Regions from separate parts of the Mus musculus genome. Here all the other regions are linked to region 3. A link is a contact called in public HiChIP or PLAC-seq and Micro-C data. All regions are on one chromosome and are shown on one strand. The core of a region is the stretch at or near the end of the contact, and the rest is flanking DNA. Distances in the headings are between cores, read along the strand shown. Region 1 holds the start of Ifih1 (interferon induced with helicase C domain 1). Region 2 overlaps Ifih1 (interferon induced with helicase C domain 1). Region 3 overlaps Dpp4 (dipeptidylpeptidase 4).

The links. A called contact is a pair of places that touch in the nucleus more often than the background predicts. HiChIP or PLAC-seq counts read pairs in DNA pulled down with a chosen protein or histone mark.
Region 1: an H3K27ac HiChIP or PLAC-seq map of thymic regulatory T cells shows a contact between it and region 3, with 3 times the contacts expected there. The contact joins the promoter of Ifih1 here to the enhancer-like site in region 3. A contact is called at or near these places in 7 of 39 promoter capture datasets (the 3T3-L1 cell line, the HPC-7 cell line, hippocampal neurons and 3 more), 6 of 484 Hi-C or Micro-C datasets (CD4 T cells, DN3 thymocytes, the G1E-ER4 cell line and 3 more), 8 of 115 datasets of contacts at active chromatin or transcription factors (the 230-238 cell line, the HPC-7 cell line, the SCID.adh cell line and 4 more) and 2 of 9 other capture datasets (adipose tissue and pancreatic islet).
Region 2: a Micro-C map of the G1E-ER4 cell line shows a contact between it and region 3. The contact joins two enhancer-like sites. A contact is called at or near these places in 2 of 15 datasets of contacts at CTCF or cohesin (CD8 T cells and the G1E-ER4 cell line), 5 of 484 Hi-C or Micro-C datasets (CD8 T cells, the G1E-ER4 cell line and spermatogonial stem cells) and 1 of 115 datasets of contacts at active chromatin or transcription factors (large pre-B cells).

What each region holds. Positions count from the first base shown.
Region 1 is chr2:62,643,517-62,647,816 of GRCm38.p6, reverse strand. It overlaps Ifih1 (interferon induced with helicase C domain 1), which reads left to right and starts at 1,562. Exons shown (of 16, transcript NM_027835.3): 1 at 1,562-2,339. The coding sequence starts at 1,887.
Region 2 is chr2:62,614,021-62,618,590 of GRCm38.p6, reverse strand. It overlaps Ifih1 (interferon induced with helicase C domain 1), which reads left to right. Exons shown (of 16, transcript NM_027835.3): 5 at 1,107-1,330. Among named protein-coding and RNA genes, the nearest start is that of Gm39839, 3.6 kb to the left of the region's middle. Within about 2 kb of position 2,565, at least 2 of the 459 cell types and tissues checked have an H3K27ac peak or open chromatin away from gene starts, as enhancers often do. A contact at or near this core is called in the G1E-ER4 cell line, where this site is marked.
Region 3 is chr2:62,389,552-62,394,294 of GRCm38.p6, reverse strand. The region is part of intron 2 of Dpp4 (dipeptidylpeptidase 4); the gene reads left to right. Among named protein-coding and RNA genes, the nearest start is that of Dpp4, 20 kb to the left of the region's middle. Within about 2 kb of position 2,989, at least 111 of the 459 cell types and tissues checked have an H3K27ac peak or open chromatin away from gene starts, as enhancers often do. A contact at or near this core is called in the 230-238 cell line, DN3 thymocytes, the G1E-ER4 cell line and 11 more, where this site is marked.

The DNA.
Region 1 (4,300 bases), core at 313-2,812, 250 kb before region 3:
TAGGTAGCTGGGGGAACCTGATAATATATTTCTGTAATATCTCGAAAAGATACCTTTTGCAGATTCAATAACTAAAATGAATTCTAACTGAACACTAAGTCAGTCCTCCAAATTAAATAAATTAAATAACAAAATATTAGGGTTTTATGAGGAAACAGAAGGGGAAAGCCTGCAAGGCCAAGTATGCTTCCAATCACTTGGGCGACTTCACCTGTGTGTTTGACAAAGTCCTGCCTCTGTGTTCAGCCCAGAACGCCCATTCCAGGCAGGAATCAGCATGACTTGGTACTCCTAAAACGTTTTACAGAGTGCAGCTTACAATCGTTTAGAGTGGATCTCAGGTTTGTAATCGTAACTAGAGACTAACAGGAGGGCATGGCATAAAGTGCTGCTCTGGTTATTTTGAACGCTGTCACGAGGTTCATGAAAATCTTGCAGCTCTCCTACTGTTTTCAAAGAATCCCAGGCCTCCCTGGCCTCCCCAGATTTCAGTGAATATCTCCTCTAAAAGATTAATTTTTCTAAACGTGACTATCTGATAGCTTCTATTCTCCATAGGATTCTGGGCCAGGAAGTTCTTTTCAAAGTGTTAATGTTCCTCCATAGCTGGTGGTCTAGTTGCCTGCTTGGGGGACGGCAACCTACAGACTCTCTTTTATGCTCTTTCTGTACTGAAACAAAGCTGCTGTCTTTATTTCTCACTCTGAACGCCTCTTTTCTCCCTCCCATGACATAGACAAATGGTAATGTTTACTCCAAGGCAGTGCATTAGTTGCTAATTAAGTTACTAGATGCTTCAGCCAAAACGTGTTGTAATCAGTCCAAGAAAAGAATGGCAGCTATATAAAAAATAAGTTGTTGAGGGTTTTGTATTGTTGTTTTGTTTTTGTTTTATTGTAAGAGAGTTGTCTACTAGAGAATACAGGGACCTTGCATACTGGGAGTTAGGAAGCCTTCAGTCTTGGCTTCCTCCTAAACTCAGTTGGTGGCTAAAGTCAGCATGCATCTGTCATTAGGCAGGCCCCGGTCAAAGCTGAATAAATATTACACCGCCAAACAAAGCATGAGAAAATAAAGCTGTTGAGAGTAGTTCACTTTTTCATACTTAAGCCCCCGTTCTTGGAGGAACAAATTAGTTTTTGGGACCCCACTGGGCGGGAAGTTTATGGTAGGATGGATGCAGAAACGCCCCCTGGAGGTCTGGAACCTCTCTTTGTCTGCCCCACCCCCACCCCCACCCCTTGATCCCCACAAATGAGAATAACTCAATTTTCACATCAAGGCTTAGGGGCAATTCTTCCTTTCCCCCAAGACCTTCCTCGCCCTCTCCCTATTAACTGACAAGTGAGTACAGTCTTCTAAGCGGCACCCAGCGGTGAAGACAAAAGTATCCTTAAATAAAATAGTGCAGAGTACCGCTTGCTTTCTCAACACAAGGAAGAATTCGCGTTCCCTTTCCTGTTTCTCACTTTCTCACGGTGCTCTTGACCAAAGTCCTCACCTAACCCGCCGCTTCCACAGGCCTCCTCCACCCTCACGAAACTTATTCTCTGGCCCGGAAGTTGACGTTAGGAAAGTCTGGAGAAGAGAATCGAAACAGAAACCGATCTGTGGGTGGAAGGCAATACTTAAAGCTCCCTGAGGGTGAACGTCCCAGCGGCCGCAGAGCGAGAGCGGTCCCGGGTCTGTGCCCACCAGTTGCAGCGCTGTCCTGGCTCGTCTGCCCCCTGCCGGGTGCCACCGATCGATCCGGTGCTCGGAGGCTACTTGGTACCTGCGGCTCTCAGGCAGTTCAGGCGGGGACACATTCACTGCCACCTGAGGATCGTCCTCCCGCCCGCCCCGCCCGCCCGGGAGACTCCTCTCCCATTTCCTGAGACCTCACGATGTCGATTGTCTGTTCTGCAGAGGACAGCTTCAGGAATCTCATCTTATTCTTCAGGCCCAGGCTGAAAATGTACATTCAGGTGGAGCCAGTGCTGGACCACCTCATCTTTCTGTCTGCAGAAACCAAAGAGCAGATTCTTAAAAAGATCAACACCTGTGGTAACACCAGCGCGGCAGAACTGCTGCTGAGCACCTTGGAGCAGGGACAATGGCCTCTGGGATGGACGCAGATGTTCGTGGAGGCCCTAGAGCACAGTGGCAATCCCCTAGCCGCGCGCTATGTCAAACCCACACTCACTGATCTGCCCTCTCCTTCCTCTGAGACTGCCCATGACGAGTGTCTCCACTTGCTGACCCTCCTCCAGCCCACTTTGGTGGACAAACTTCTGATTAACGATGTCTTGGACACTTGCTTCGAGAAGGGACTATTGACAGTCGAAGACAGAAATCGGGTAGGTGTCAATGTAGTCGGAGACAGGTTTCTGGAAGATTTTGGGAAGCAGGAAGCAGGGTTGCTTGTACATTTTTTCCCTAGAGGGCGGCTTTTGACTTCTGTCAGCGCAACCTCCCCATCTTGTATAATTGTTCAAAATAACCCACAGGGAGTCCATTTAACAGATGAGAAAAACAAGGTAAGTTAAACAATTCATTCTTGGTCTCCCAGGAAGAACAGAAGCGGCCTTGCCATCATTATGATTAATCAATTCCAGGTGATACTGAATTTTATGATTTAGTTTTACCTATTCCTCAGTATGTCAGCCAGTAAGCTATGGCCCACCCGCTGCATCTAGCCTTCTATTCGTATTTTAAGAACCAGAAACTAAGAATGTTCTTTAGCTGTCTGATTTTTCAATTGTAAGTGTTGATAAAGTTTTATTGGAACTCTCGTCCTTAGTGCTTATTATATACTTTTTTATAGTTGCCTTTTCACGGTTGGGTGTGGGTAATATGGCCTATAAGGCTAAAATATTTATTACCAGGTTCCCAATGTCCCCCTTCCATGTCTTAGAGTTTGTAGAGCTTAGTAAATAATAAATAAGTCAGATGAGGAATTAGTTCTTGTTTCTCTGTTTCTGATCAGAGTTTTCTTATTGTCTAGAGTTCAAGTTCAGACATAGTCCACTGACAAATGCCACCACTCTCAGTTTTTCACACTATTGAAGGAGCAGGTGACCCTTTTGGAGTATCATTTGTATGGGTCACTTTACCTGGGAACTTAACACAATGCTGGTCGTTTGTAAAGACTGAAACTTTACCATGTTCTGTGTAAACACTGAACTGTCTGCATCTAGCTTACCCAGTGTTCAAAGATGAAAGTCTTGTTTGGGGGCTGGAGAGATGTCTCTGTCCTCAATAGCAAGTGCTGCTCTTGAAGGGGGTGGGAAATCAGTTCCCAGTGACCCTGTCAGGTGTCACACAACTGGCTATGAATTCATGAGATCAGTGGAGATTTCAATACCTATGTCTTTCACCCACACTACAGCCACGTGCACATCCTCTACTGCCCCCCAACACATAGACACACAAGTAAAATAAAATTAAATACAATTTAAAGTCTTTTTGTGGACTAATAACTTGTTAATGTAAGTCAAAAGCTTCATTATAGTTTGCTACAATTTTGACAGTTTCTTCTGTTTCATTCATTGGCTGTATCTTCAGTGTAGACTCTTGGCATCAGACTGATTGGTTATATATGAGGTGACTTGGCCTTTAGTTATTAATATCAGCAGTACTTCATAGACTTAGCAGCACCTAGGCCAGTTCAGAGACAAGTCATGCATCGCGTTTGGATGTCCAGTCCCTCCAACAAGTAAATTACTTTGCACTGCTGTCAGCCGCGTTTATATCATTCCTTGTATTGAGAACCGGCTAGAGCGCATTATAGTGGTCCAGCTGGATATGACAAATGTGTACATCACTGTGGCAGAGTCGTAATTTGGAAGAAAGCATGCAGCCTCCAAGCCAGCTGGAGAAGGAAGATGGCATTTCCAGCCACAGTAGCTGTTAGGAAGTCCAGAAGCAACAGAGTCCAGTCACACCACAAAGCTGTTTATGTTTGCTGGTACGATGTCCCGAGTGCCAGAGAATCAGCACTTCGCCGTATTTACTCTAAATACGTCTGCCTATCTGCATCACTTTTGTCTTGCCTGGGTTGAATTTCTGCCAGCTACATTTTATCCAAGTTCTTGATTCTGGCAAGCTCGGAGGCAGCTAACAGTAATGCGCGGGATTTGACACGGAGAAGATGGATGGGGAGAGGACTTTTGTGTACTGGCAGCAGTTAAGCCAAAACAAACGAACTTTCTCCCAGCTTCACATTTCTAAGGAATCCCTGAGAGAAGGAAGAGCTACTGCTTTGAAGCCAGGGGGCAGTAGTGAGGCCGCAGGAGTCTGTCATTGTTTCCTCATGCAG
Region 2 (4,570 bases), core at 1,316-3,815, 220 kb before region 3:
CATAATTATGTTTTATCTGTTGATGGAAACATTACTAAGTAAAGGCCGGTATAGGTAGCGCTTTCCTGTTCCCTAAATATGCTTTCTAGTCTGGTAGCCTCAAACGCAAATGATCTCCACACTCTCTGTCTCTTTGACTCTGTTTTTCCTGTCTCTGTCTCTCTGTGTTTCTCTGTGTCTCTGTTTCTCTCCCTCACAGACGAGCACACGCACACATGTGTGCATGCCCTCATGCGGGCGCGCGCGCGCACACACACACACACACACAAGCACAGAAGCAGCTCTTGATGTCCTAAGTGCCACTTGTACAGATTCTGTCAACTGTGTATCCAAACTATATTTTAAAATTTATACTGAATAGATAGAAATATTTTGTCATTACTCCTTAAACAATAAAAAACAGCTTTTTATAAAGCACTCACACTATATCAGATTTGTAAGTAGAAATAATTTGTAAGAAGATATATATGCACACTTCATACAATTTATGTTCCAGTTTACATGAAGCTCCTAAAGTTCCCCAGATAGCAGTAGATGACAGCATTCATGTGCTTTGTGATATTTAGTTATTAGATGATGTTTTTAACAAATTAAGGAAGTAGTTCCAGCTATTTTTCTTTCTTTTTAATAAAAAATAACGGACATGAGAGCAGTGAGGACTAATCAGCCTTCCTTTCTAGCCCACTTTGCTTTAATGGGAGGAGGGCTAAGAGAAACCCAGAGGACAAGAGACAGAGCAAAGACCTGAGATGCCCTGTGCATTAGCGATAGGAACCTACAAGCCCACACAACATCCTTTCTGTGATCCAAGCTGGGAAGTGCTCTCTCTTGACAACTCTTCCCCAGTCATCTCCTTCCAAGGCCTCTATGCTGTTAATTCACTCCAACATAGGGAGCCTGGATCAGTCCTGAAAGACAGACCTGACACTCCCTGGTACAGAAAACAGAAAGTGAAGTGGTTTGGAACACAGAGGACAGGACCTTAAACATCTAAATCCTGTCTGCAGTTTGGGGGCTTCCAAGCCTTCGTATCTTTGCTGGGCCTCCAAGCCTTCATATCTTTGCTGTTTCTCTTACGCCACTTTTCCATGTTTTTCTTCCCTCAGATGAAAGTGTCATCCAGACAAAAAGAGTATCCCCCGAGCCAGAACTGCAGCTCAGGCCTTACCAAATGGAAGTGGCCCAACCAGCTCTAGATGGGAAGAATATTATTATCTGCCTCCCCACGGGGAGTGGGAAAACCAGAGTGGCTGTTTACATCACCAAAGATCACTTAGACAAGAAGAAGCAGGCATCTGAATCCGGGAAGGTTATCGTTCTTGTCAATAAGGTATACGCTCCTGTGCTCCCTCTTGTATGAACATTCTCACTGAAGCCTGAAGATGATAACATTTGTAGCACCAAACCACACAGAGATTCATTTCATTAGGTTTAAGGTCAAAGAAACCATTTATTTTCATTTTTATCCTTAAGCTATATATCTAAAATTTAAGAGATTAACCTTAAAATTGATGTTTTCATGAAACTAGATCATTAAGCAAGATAGTTCTAATTTACATATAAAAATTTAATTTGTCAGCACACTCGCTCTTTTTTTAATTAGATAATTTCTTTATTTACGTTTCAAATGTTTTCTCCTTTCCTGGTTTCCCCTCTGAAAACCCCCTATCCCCATCCCCCCACCTGCTCACCAACCAGCCCATTCCTACTTCCTGTCCCTGGCATTCCCCTATACTAGAGCATAGAACTTTCACAGGACTAAGGGCCTCTCCTCCCATTGATGACCGATTAGGGCATCCTCTGCTACATATGCAACTAGAGCCATGAGTCCCACCATGTGTTTTCTTTGGTTGGTAGTTTAGTCCCAGGAAGCTCTGGGGATACTGGTTAGTTCATATTGTTGTTCCTCCTATGGGACTGCAAACCCCTTCAGCTTCTTGGGTACCTTCTCTAGCTCCTTCATTGGAGACCCTGTGCTCTGTCTAATGGAGGGCTGTGAGCATCCATTTCAACACACTCACGCTTTTGAGCATGTGTGACCCGAAAATGATGATCAACTACCTTCTTTTAAAGCATCTTTAGCCACTAATACTTAACCAAACATTGTATATACTCTTTATCCAGAACATTATAGAGCAGAGTGTGACTGAAAGATAGAGAAAACTTAATTGACTATTTTTACCCAATTGAACATTAATATGTATTACATTAAATGCTACTGAACTTTTCTTTGAAAATTTGTATCTTGTAAAGGTCCTCCAATCATCTTTATATTAACACTGTAAACAAAATTTATTTATTTGAATTTTATTTAGATAGAAGAGAATTTACACACTAGTAGACTGAATAATATTTTTTCCTATTCTAGGAAATAAAATTTAATGTGCTTTTCATGATTAGCCTTTTTCTTATCATCATGTACTTGTTTAAAGGAAATAACACCGATAGACTTTTAAGACTGCTTGTGTAAATTTTTTAAGATTTATATTATTCTAAAACATTTTGTAGGAAGCTGCTTTGCCATATTAAAAATACCATATTCAGTATCCACAGGGTGAGTGGTGTCCATCACCGTGTTTGAAATGGACCTGTGTGGACCTTCTAAGCCTGACCTGCTCTCCTGGACATGTGCTCAGTGGTAGAGCTCCTGCCTAGAGGATGCAAGGCTCTGGATTTGAAATCCAGCACTCACCTGGGCATGGTGGCCAATGCCTTTAATCCCAGCACTTGGGAGGCAGAGGCAGGAGGATTTCTGAGTTCGAGGCCAGCCTGGTCTACAAAGTGAGTTCCAGGACGGCCAGGGCTACACAGAGAAACCCTGTCTCAAACAAACAAACAAACAAACAAAAAATCCAGCACTCCCAGAACCAAACAGAGGGTCATATCTTTATACCTTTCTACCCACCATGGGAAGATGATTTTTATATTCTTTTCTGGCAATAATGAAACATTAATATTTATTTGCCCTAAACCTTTCATTTATTCATTTTTTGAATATAAGTTTAAATCCTATTTCTACCTACCTATTAGCACTGTGACCTCAGACAAATTTCAACATTTTCTAACATTTTAGTTGTCTAATCTCTTCCCCCGCCCCTCTGTGTGTGTGTGTGTGTGTGTGTGTGTGTGTGTGTGTGTGTGTGTGAGAGAGAGAGAGAGAGAGAGAGAGAGAGAGAGAGAGAGAGAGAGAATATGCATGTATGTGCTTGCTCAAAAATTAAGTCTAATAATAACTCATTAAATTTTCTTATTTTCTTTTCTTCCTTTATCATCTGTAACTTAATGAAATTGAATACTTTACATATAGGACAGGATTGAGTCCTAAATCCACAGGAAAAAAATAATGTTGTTAAATGAATCCAAAGCTGCTTACACGATGTCTTTGTTCCTCTAGGGCAGTTCTGCCATTTTCTGAATCTTAGCCTCTGAGGAGAGGTGGTGACCTCTCCTCTCGAAGGCTCCCTTTCCTATTTATCTGTCTCTGTGTCATATATACCACCTCATCCTAGTCATGTAGCTTCAAAGCCCAGTGATTATCTTTCATTAATTTCCTTCTCTATTTCCCTGATCTGGTCAGAGGACCATAGACTGTAAGAGCTGAGAAGACCTTTGTGGTACAGCTTTCCTCCTTGGCAGAGATGTGCCACTTCTAGTTAATATCTGGTACCAAGGAAATTTCCCATCTTCCAAAACAACCACAGCCATTCTTTCCACATTTGCCACCCAAAGTAATCCATGCATGTGTTCTCTTAAACACATGTGTTCTATGAAACCCACAGTTATTCTTTCCTCTGTTATCCTGGAACATAATCATAACTCTCCTGCTTTGCAACAAAGAAAGGGCAACATCCTGTGGGTACTGGGTGACACCATAGTCCCTTTTATTATGATTCCCGGGCCCCTCAGGATTTAACATCCTCATAGTCTCCCAGACACATTGTTGAACAAATGCTGTAGATGCAGTCTTAGGAATGTGGAGTGGAGGAGAGACGAGGTCTAGCTCAATCCAGGACTGAGTACATTTGTATATCAGAATCTGTACTAAGCTAAAACCTTATTTTACTTTTGTATAACTGACTTTCAAGCTTCAGCATTTTTCTTATTTATGTTGTCTGATCATTTTAGATCTGTTTTTATTATTTTATGTGTATGAGTGTTTTGCCTGCGTGTGTGTGTCTGTGCACCCGGTGCATGCCTGAGGCCCATGGAAGCCGTCAGAGAGTGTTGGATCCTCTCAAACTGAAGTTACAGAGAGTTGGAGTTACCACGTGGTGCCTGGGAATTGAATCTGGGTCCTCTGAAAGAATAGCGAGTGTTCTTAACCACTAAGTGGGCCACTTTTCTGGTCCCAGATCTAATTTTGTAATGGTTTACTGTACCTTTCTTTATATAAATGTTCTTTTGCTTGATTTATTCTACTTAGGACTCTTTCAACCCATACAATCTAGGTAGTTCTTATTCATGCACATTTACAGGCACATTTATTGTTTATCATTTTCATCATTTGTATCTACTGTATTGGATTCTTTTGATAATCAAAGCAGATTTTATTGGTTCTATGTGGCTTGTG
Region 3 (4,743 bases), core at 1,740-4,239:
GAATACTGAGTTCCTGTGGGCATGCCATGCTCCTATTTTGGTTTGGTTCCTTGTCTTGACTTGCCCATATCTCTCCAACATGCATTTAAAGTCATTCTTCCAGTCTCTTTGTGAGTAATGCAATGGTTTATGATCTCTGAACATTATGTGTAGAGATTTTAACTCTTAGTGCAGAAGTGTTAGGCATGGGCCTAACAACAGATGTGAGGCGGTAAGGGCTCCACTCCTGAGAGTGGACTATGGTTGTGTTTGCAGGAGTGGGTATATTATAAAAGCAAGTTACACCCACCCTTGCCGTTTTGTGCAGACTTTGTAGCCATGTGATACCTTATGCTTTTCTATAACTCAGCAGCAAGTTTCCTACAAGACACGAACTGATGATCCTGCACTTTCCAGTCTCTAGAACTATAAGCCAGACAAACTTTCATTACTCATGTCTTACCCAGGCTGTGGTCTTCATCTGGAGCACCAAAACACAGCCCAGAGCACACAGCCTCAGGCTCCCTCCTCATATATTGACCTCCATATCAAATCATTACTTGTCCATATTTATATGTTTTGTAAAGCCAAAGATATGTTTTGTAGAATGCAGTATGGTGTGAGAAGAGGAGGTGCCTCAGCAGGCCCATGCTGAGGTATCCCTCCCCCCTGAGGTACCAGCCATATTTTAGCGTTTATTAGGGGACCTGGGAAGGGGGTTGAGAAGGGAATAGAAATAGAGAGAGAGGAGAGAGAGGGAGAGAAGGAGAGAGGGGGAGAGGGGGGAGGGGAGAGAGGAGAAAGAGAGGGAGGAGGGGGAAGGAGAGATAGGAAACAAGGAGTCAGAGAGAGAAAACAGTCAGAATGAGCAAAGAAGACAGGCCAAAATGTTCCTTTTCTATAGTAAGCCAGGTCTACCTGGCTGTTGTTATGTAACTGTTGGGCAGAGCCTAGAAAGAATGCTAACATGCTAACACATACCCTTAGCATTATTTCCAAATATGCCATTTCATCTTTATGACCTAGTCAAACTGAAATTTTTCTAAGTATTTAAGTTCTGTTTGCCTTTTGATTGCCAACTCTGTCAGTAGTCCATGTCTTTATTCTTACAATTTACTCTAGGCAATCAAGAGTACCAACAGAATACTGTAATCAGTTTGTTCAGAAATTTCTTACACCAAGTTAAGATCATAGTTCCTGTATTGTCCTTTCCAGAAAGCCTTAGAGCATAGGCACAAGTTCTTTGCCATACTAAGAAAGGATGGCCTTTCCTCTAATTTTCAAAAAGATGGTCCTCATTTCTCTATAGAACTTCATTCGTGCAGTCTGTGCCATCCTTTTCTCTCCCACCATTCTTAACATGATCACTTGGGATAATTTCAAAGAAGACTAAACCTTTCTCTGGAGTCCTACTCCTTGGACCCCCTCACTAACATTGGTTGTAGTGCTACATTCACAGAAAAGGTATGAAGCACATTTTGACAGTTGCTTCCACACAGTTCCAGGCTCTATCCATTATCCACTTCCAGTGTTGCTTAGCAACTCTTCACTTGTCCAATACCAATTTCTGGGCTGGCCATTTTATGCTGCTAGGACAAAATATCTAAGGCTGGGTAATTATAAGGGACAGGAAGTTATTTCTCATAGTTCTAGAACCTGGGAAAGCCAAGGTCAAGGAACCAGCTAGCTCAGCATTATGTAAGAGATTGCTTCCCTGATGACATCTTCTATCAGCAGCATCCTCACGTGGTGGTCCATGGTGGGGTACACTCATTGCCCCCACCCATTTCACAAGTTGCTAATCAATCCTGAGAATAGAACCTCCAGTACTTAATCACCTCTCTCCAAGCCTGCACCTCTTAAAACTACTGCAATGAGTTAGATCTGAACAATAGCAAGTTATTCAGTAGTTCCCCAAAGCCAAATGCAATAGGCAAGTCTGTGCTCACAACTAGGCCCTTGGCTTTCAGTGCCACCTGCGACTCCCTTCTTGTGTTTTGTGATTCGGCAGAGATAGGAAGTGGCTGTGTGATCCAGTCTCAGGGGCCATGAAGCCTGTCCGTTAATTGTTACTTCCTCCTTATTGAATATTTTTTCTTTGTCTGCCAAGACTGCTATTTTACAAAAGTGAATTCTGCAGTAACACCTGTTTTATTTCTTTGTACTCTTTGTAGAGACAAGAATTAGTGTGGAATGTTGACTGGTTGCCATATGGCATCCACAAACTACAACCAAATACCTCTTTTTCCTGTTTTTTTCTTAAACAACTTCATGCATTTGTGAGCCTTAAGAAACATATTTCTTTCTAGAAGTATTTCATTAGCTATTTAATTTCCAAAGCAGTTTATCTTTGGAAAGTAGAAATGTTATAAATCAGAGTTTAAGAGTTAAAACATTAATGATGAATGAACATATTTTTTATTGAAAAAATAGTTAACACACATGGTGACATTGGTCAAAATCAAGACTACTCTGGAAGACTGTAGTCTCTCTTATTTTGATTTTGTTATCCTGGGGTTACAATTGATTTATAAGTAATTCTGACCTTGAAGCTAGGATTCATTATACCATAGCCTTTGGTGAGACTTCATTACTAGGCTGAACCATTTTGAATGCTGCTCTTCTGATGTTTATGATTGACAAATGTCATTTTTACATGGCTCATCTTAGTTCTTTAAGCCAAGGAAATAAAGCAGAATACAGCTAATGTCTTCCCTAAGATTCTAAATTCAAGAGATTGCATTTGTTTATGAGCTGATGGGTACCACATGATCAACTGCTTTCCTTGGCTGGCACAAGGCTTTAAATCAATAAGTCAAGTGAACGGCGTGTCCCGGGTCGCACCACGAAAACCATAGCAGCAGCCAAGGACCTGCATCTGTTGCTGCAGCAGTGCCCTGTCAAGGAGCAAGAAGACGAGGAAGGAGAAACAGGAACATGAGCACGTCCTGTAAGAGTCGGAAGGGTGTACCTTGCCAGCAAACTGTGAAGCTGATAAAGGTCAAAACCTGGACTTGGCACTCGAATCTCACAGAACTCGCTTATCTAGATGTTTCCAAACTGTCTTCCAATGTGTCCTGCTCATCAAACGGCAAGATAAAAAACAAAACTAAAAAAAAAAAAAAAAAACCCAAAAACCAACCCACAGGGAGTAGTTGTTGTTCGACTTGCTCTAGTGTGGCCAGACTCTGGGACTGTTTGTGAACAGATAAAAAGTGGTTTGCATTCAGCTTCCTGAGCACCTAAGTGAACCTTACACAAGGCAGGGCTGGTGTAGGCCCTGCGGGTGTATACGCGCCGTGAGTCATCTTCCTTGATCTGCGTGTAGATCCCCAAGAATGTCATAAGCTGAAGGGAACCAGAGTGAGGCACAGATGAGGAGCTTAGAAAAGCTATGTGCTGATGTGAGAACAGGCTGAGCAGTGCCAGAGGGGTGCTAAGAGGGGCGCAGGAAGGGAATAATGGCCCACTGGATACTAGGTAATCCCAAGGAATCTGGACTCGATTATTAATTTTAATTAATTATCAATTAAAATTATCAGCTCCAAACTGTCTCTGTAACTCCTTCCATGGGTGTTTTGTTCCCAGTTCTAAAAAGGGGCAAAGTGTTTGTTAGGCTATGCTGGTGCCTGGCAAACACAGAAGTGGATGCTCACAGTCAGCTATTGGATTAAACAACGTCTGTGAGCTAACAAGGAGAATGTAGCAGTTTTATCTATGGAAGGAGAAGGTTCAAAAGTCGGATATTATCAGGTTAGCTCAAAAGGAACTACTGTTAAAAACTTCGTTGGAAAGGACAGTTTCTATAAGAGAATTACTTTCCCATGGGCTTTGAAAAGAGTAACACAAAGGGCAGCTTTTACTGGCCTGCTTGTGATGTGGCAGGTGCTGTGGTTAGGTGTTTCCATGCACATGAAAATGTTTGAGAGTGTGGAGAAAGATGTTAGGCTCTTTGTGATTTGTCTCTGGAGTGAAGTGAATGAATAACTTTACTTTGTGTAAAGGAATTTTTTTTTGTAATACTTATGTGATAACATCTTACATTAAGTAATAAAACCTCACAAGAGACAGCTATATCAGGGTCCTTTCAGAAAAATCTTGCTGGCGTATGCAATGGTGTCAGCATTTGGAGGCTGATTATGGGATGGATATCCGGGTGTGGCAGTCTCTAGATGGTCCATCCTTTTGTCTCAGCTCCAAACTTTGTCTCTGTAACTCCTTCCATGGGTGTTTTGTTTCCAATTCTAAGAAGGGGCAAAGTGTTTGTTAGGCTATGCTGGTGCCTGGCAAACACAGAAGTGGATGCTCACAGTCAGCTATTGGATGGAACACAGGGCCCCCAATGGAGGAGCTAGAGAAAGTACCCAAGGAGCTAAAGGGGTCTGCAACCCTATTGGTGGAACAACAATATGAACTAACCAGTACCCCGGAGCTCATGTCTCTAGCTGCATATGTATCAGAAGATGGCCTAGTCGGCCATCACTGGGAAGAGAGGCCCCTTGGTCTTGCAAACTTTATGTGCCCCAATACAGGGGAATGCCAGGGCCAAAAAGTGGGAGTGGGTGGGTAGGGGAGTGGGGGGGAGTATGGGGGGCTTTTGGGATAGCATTGGAAATGTAAATGAGGAAAATACCTAATAAAAAAATAAAAATAGAATGAAGATACCAAAAAAAAGTAATAAAACCTCTGCCTCTGCCTGTGAGTGTGTGTGTGTGTGTGTGTGTGTGTGTGTGTGTGTGTGTGTGTGTCCATCATATTATCTCA